2 separate regions of the Triticum aestivum genome follow, and region 2 is linked to region 1. Evidence: chromatin contacts called from public Hi-C data. All regions are on one chromosome and are shown on one strand. Each heading gives the region's core, a stretch centred on a gene start, on an enhancer-like site or on the middle of the called end of the contact. The rest is flanking DNA. Distances are from core to core; before and after follow the strand shown.

The links. Hi-C and Micro-C count contacts between places; a contact is called where the count stands out from the background.
Region 2: a contact with region 1 is called in a Hi-C map of an unstated tissue, with 6 times the contacts expected there. The contact joins the promoter of LOC123108106 here to the promoter of LOC123108105 in region 1. A contact is called at or near these places in 2 of 5 Hi-C or Micro-C datasets (leaf and an unstated tissue).

What each region holds. Positions count from the first base shown.
Region 1 is chr5A:636,254,828-636,257,623 of IWGSC CS RefSeq v2.1, forward strand. LOC123108105 reads right to left here and starts at 1,543. Exons shown (of 1, transcript XM_044529957.1): 1 at 273-1,543. The coding sequence starts at 1,421. The coding sequence ends at 591.
Region 2 is chr5A:636,384,145-636,386,844 of IWGSC CS RefSeq v2.1, forward strand. LOC123108106 (germin-like protein 3-7) reads left to right here and starts at 1,431. Exons shown (of 1, transcript XM_044529958.1): 1 at 1,431-2,374. The coding sequence starts at 1,503. The coding sequence ends at 2,195.

The DNA.
Region 1 (2,796 bases), core at 293-2,792:
CACGCCTAACAGTGGTGCAGGCAGAGCGGGTACATCAATCTCATGCCCATGCTCAAGTTGCTCACGGACACAACCCCCCGCCCCCCTCCCAATACCCATGCCAACATGCAAAAAAGAATAACTTCTCATGCCCGTATCCACCAGGTACCCATCTAGTACTCCCTCCGTTCCGATTTACTCCTCGTGGTTTTAGTTCAAAACTAAAACCACGACGAGTAAATCGGAACGGAGGGAGTAATAGCTTAGCAGGGCACGACATTATAACTTAGTGATAACAAATTCATGAGAAAATGGTTATTTAAATTCAGTTTTCTTCATATACATCCATAGTGGACAAGCTGACAATCACAAACGTAAGATTAATAACATGACAGTTCACACAACTGATAGGCGCATGACATGAAGTAGCCAAGAAGTAAGCGCAATTGCGCAAATAGCAGTACCCATTATTGTAACTAGCCAACTAGGAGGTGCTAAAGAACAGCAGCTCCAAGTCTCTAGTACAGCACTTCGTAGGTGCAATCTGCAGCAACCCCAGCAGCTCTGAGCGACGGAGCCTTTCACTCTCCGGTGATAAAATCGCCCGAGTTCTAATCTTTATTCCTCTTCGTCAAAGCCCCTTCGAGTCCAGAATTCACAATTGGGCCATTGTATACAAGGAACTGCTTCAGGTTCCCCACCTTCGGGAAGATCTGCCACTCCATGCTGCCCGGCGAGAAGACGGCGACCTGCGCTGCCCTCATTTCCTTGGAGATGCACACGACGCGGAACGACCGGGGGTCCTCTTCGGGGGTGACCACGACGAACTCAGGTTCGGCGTCTTCGCGGGTCTCAACGGGCGGCGCGCGGAGGAGATGCAGGCGCCGTGTGAGCGGGTCGTAGACGGCCGCCCGCTTGGTGCTCCGGCTGACGAGAACCACGTACCCGTCGCGGCACGAGGTCATCGACCACCCGGGGCTTTTGTATCCGCCTTCGAATTCACTTTCTTCGTCGCCGTCGCCGTCGCCGCCTTCGCTTTCGTCTTCGTGTACACGTGTGAGGGAAACGTCGGCGCCGCGGACGGCAGCGGCATGGTCCGGGTCGTCGGACCCTTCGTCTTCAACGTCGGGGACGCGGGTGAGGAAGACGTCGGCGCCGCGGACGGCGGCGGTGTGGTCTGGATCGGACCAGTGGCGGTTAGGCACGAAGGCGGGCATGGCGGAGTCGTAGATGTCGAGGAAGACGCCCAGGAGCGGGGCCGGGTGGAGGTCGCGGAAGCGGCGGCGGAACGAGGGGGACGAGCGGACGGCTCGGAGGAAGGCGGGGCAGGTGAGGGCTGCTCGGACGAGGCTCGGGAGGGAGGGCAGGCGGAGGAACACCTCGCACAGAAGGTCGTCTCCGAGGCCGCATATGGTGGTGGGAGCGGCTGGTGCGGATTTCATGTTGGACGACGGCGGCGGCTCACTGCAGGCTATGGCGATCGCCGGCGGCAGTTCGGGAGGCCACGGGAAGATATGAGTGTGATTGCTCTAGTTCAAGAAAGAAATGGGACACGGACATTATGTAGGGCCGCCCCACCAATGAGGTCCAGAAGGAATGTGAGAAGTCGGCCCAGCATGCAAAGCCGGAAGAGAGAAAGGCACGACATTATTGTTCAGTTATCCTTATCTCAAGATTCTACTCTCTCCGTTCCTAAATATTTGTCTTTTTAGGGGGACTTCAACAAGTGACTACATACGAAGCAAAATGAACGAATCTACGCTTTAAAATATGTCTACATGCATCCGTATATTATGTTCATTTAAAATGCCTAGAAAGATAAATATTTGGGAACGGAGGGAGTAAAAAATATATTCTTTATCTCAAACCCCTCAAAAAAAGTTATCCTTATCTCAAAAGTGAAATGATTCTTTTTATATAAAAAAGGGGAAATGGTTTTATGAGAGCAGCGATTCGGTGATCAACTCATCTGCACCCTCAATGAAGAAAAACAATTCAAGACAAATACTAAAAATAAAAAAAAACTACTCAGATGTCTAAATGATTTGAAATTTGGAGCGGACCTCACGCGCCAAATTATCTACCATGCAAAAAATAGTTTTTAAAAAATCTGGTATTTTTTTGAATTTTTTTTCTTCATCGAGGGTGCAGATGAGTCTGATCACCGAATCGCTACTCTCATAAAACCATTTTCCCTTTTTATATAAAAAGAATCATTTCGCTTTTGAGATAAGGATAACTTTTTTGAGGGGTTTGAGATAAGGAATACACCAAATTATCTATCATGCAAAAAAATAGATTTTTTATCTCAAGATTCTAAAAAAAAGATATTCCTTATCTCAAACTCCTCAAAAAAAAGTATCCTTATCTCAATAGCAAAAATGTTTATTTTTTAAAAAAAAAGAAGGGAAAATGGTTTAGTTATGAGAGCAGCAATCCGGTGCTCAGGCGCTTGGTGCGTGAGGTACGCTATGAGTAGCTCTCTGCAAAAGAGGCAAATTTAGGGTTTGTAAAAAAGTTTATTGTTTATGTATTGTTCTAATTAAAAAAAAACTGAGAACTACTCATATGTTCAAATGATCTAAAATTTGAAGTGTACCTCATGCACCAAAGTATCCACCATGCAAAAAAATGGTATTTTTTGTATTTTTTCTTGACCGGATGCAGATGAGTTTGGACTTAGAAATGGATATTCGTTCAGTTATCCTCCACTCATGTGCTTCCGCACCCTCCCCCTCACCCCCGCCCACCATGCGAGTCACCGGCTCACTGGTCGTGGCCCTATTGCGGTGCTGCCATAGGCAACCCCAACTGTTG
Region 2 (2,700 bases), core at 181-2,680, 130 kb after region 1:
GCCTATTTTCTTGTCAAGCTATCCAAACTTCGCATATTTGATACATCTCATGCGGACCAACTTGTGGTAGGATGATTAGGAAGATAGTGTCTTAGACTAGACACCGGTGCTCGCATTTTTCTGGATTTATTATATGCCTTCATTTTCTTGGATTTATTCTAGGCCTTCCAGCGTTGTGCATTCAGTGGGAGCAGACGTTCTTATCGACTATGAAAGCATCTATGATGACATCGCCAATCTTAAGATGATGTACCGACTTAGTTTCTCGGAGGTGCTCGGGTAGAGTGCTTACATGTGTTCATAGGGTTAAGTGTATGTGCGTAGATATGCGCTGTGTGTTTGTACTATGTTATTAAAGAAAAAGAAAAATTCTTATTTATGGCTTAAAAAACCAGCCACCAAACCGGCGGTCCGGTCGGTGAAAACCTGAACGGAGGACCCCAGTGATCTGGTTTTTAAAACTGTGGCATTCAGTTTCGTGCACTAATCAGTAGAACCAAAAGAGAAGGTTGGGCAATCCACGCACACTTCAACGGTATGCTTGTGTTCCCGCCAACAAGAAAAAAAACCCGGCATGCTTGTGTATGTGGTGAGCACTTCATGACATGAGTGCGCGTGGTTCAGTTCACCTTCCAATCAATTGGAGAAGAAACAAGAAACCTCTTTGGCCGACCGGGTCTCCTCCGCTCTCCACCAACCAAAAATCTTCGTCACCCTGGCTCGCACGTCAAGCCACTGTTGTTCGTCACTGATGGCGATGATGAACACGCGACCAGTCTCCAGTCGCCAAAGCACTAGGATTTGAAAGCGTCTTGCAAAAAAGAATCTAGATGATTGGCGCCAAACACCAACCGCAGCTAACAAATTAGCCAGGGCGACCGTGGTAAAAAAGGCGTCGATAACGCGTGCGTGGATTCCGTGCTCCCGGTTGGACTTTGCACCAATTAGTTTAGAAAAAAATAAAATCCGAAGACATATACTTTAAAATTTCAAAAAAAATCTTGAAACAAGTATGTCAATTACATTTGCGTGTGAAAATGTGTTAGTTCATGTTCTTCAACAAGTGATAAAAAATTGTGCCTACGAGCAAAGCACTTTACTGCACCGAATTTGTTATTTTTTCACGAGGCACAAAAATTCATGTAATTGCACCAAACGTAAAGCTTTGTTTGCAAAACTTTGTGTATTTTTTATTTTTGTAGAAAACACAAAAAAATGGGAATTTTCGTTGGTCATGGCGTGTGTCCCCGATTAGTTACCGATGACGATGCACGGAAACTTCGAACAAGACATGTCCACGTCTCGGTGCGAAATGAAGGGAGACTTTAGTGAGCTTTTGAATCCTTCAACCCCTTTGACATTTGTTCCCTCCCTTCATCCCAACTCTTCTCTCCCGTGTTATATATACACCCATCCCCGATCATCCTCACCACAGTACCACAACACGTACGCGCCAACAACCTCATCGGCTCTTTTTTTTAAAAAAAAAAATCTCGTCGGCAATGGCGCGCTCCAGAGTCTCGATCATGCCGTCGCCGGTGCTCCTGTTGATCGTGGCCGTCGCCGCGCTCGTCTCGGCGTGCGCGGCAGACCCGGAGCCGGTGCAGGACTTTTGCGTGGCGGCGGCCACCAACGGCTCGGCCGACCATCCATCGTACCCGGGGTTCCCGTGCAAGCCGGCGTCGGCGGTGGTCTCCGACGACTTCTTCTTCGCGGGGCTGGCGCGCTCGGGCGCCGCCGACGCGGCCGAGAGCCCGTTCGGGTCCAGCGTCACGTCCGGCAACGTGGCGGCCTTCCCGGGGCTCAACACGCTCGGCGTCTCCATCAACCGCGTCGACCTCGCCCCCGGCGGCGTCAACCCGCTCCACAGCCACCCGCGCGCCGCCGAGCTCGTGCACGTCGTCACCGGCCAGATGCTCGTCGGGTTCGTCAGCACCGCCGGCACCTTCTACTCCAAGGTGGTGCGGGAGGGCGAGAGCTTCGTCATCCCGCGCGGCATGGTGCACTTCCAGTTCAACACCGGCAAGGAGGCCGCCAGGGCCGTCACTGTGTTCAACAGCCAGCTCCCCGGAGTTGTCCTTGCCGCGCCGTCGCTCTTCGGCGCCGACCCGGAGATCCCCGACGCCGTCCTCTCCAAGAGCTTCCAGGTCGACGGCGAGATCATCAAGCTCCTCAAGTCCAAGTTCCGGACTTAAAAAACGACGCACGAGCTTCACGGTCGAAGCTGCCTGTTGTTAGCTTGATTGGTTTATTGTTACACATATACACTGTACACCAGTAAATACGGACACCTAAAGTTGTTCACTGTTTCATGTAATTTTGATTGGATATTAAATGCGCCAATAAAATTTAAGGTTTTTTTCAAGGAAAAGCATCAGCCTGACTTTATAAATAAAGCCACCAGGCAGCGTTCCAGGGCTCACAGGCCACAACCTCGGCACGCAGGCCGGAACTAAGAAACATGAACCAAGAGCGATAAGCAAACACTGCCAATAGCTAAGCCAAAAGGTCATCCAGGAGATCTAGCCATGTGGCTCTTGCTGTGATGAAGAAGACGATGAAGCCTGAATTTTAGAAGATAGGAGGTCCAAGGCGTCTCGGTCTTCCGTCTTAGTCAATGATATCCACTACTGCAGAAACATGCAAGATTTAAATAAGCAATCCGCAGGTTTAGAAGGAAAAATAAGTTCAAAAAATTTA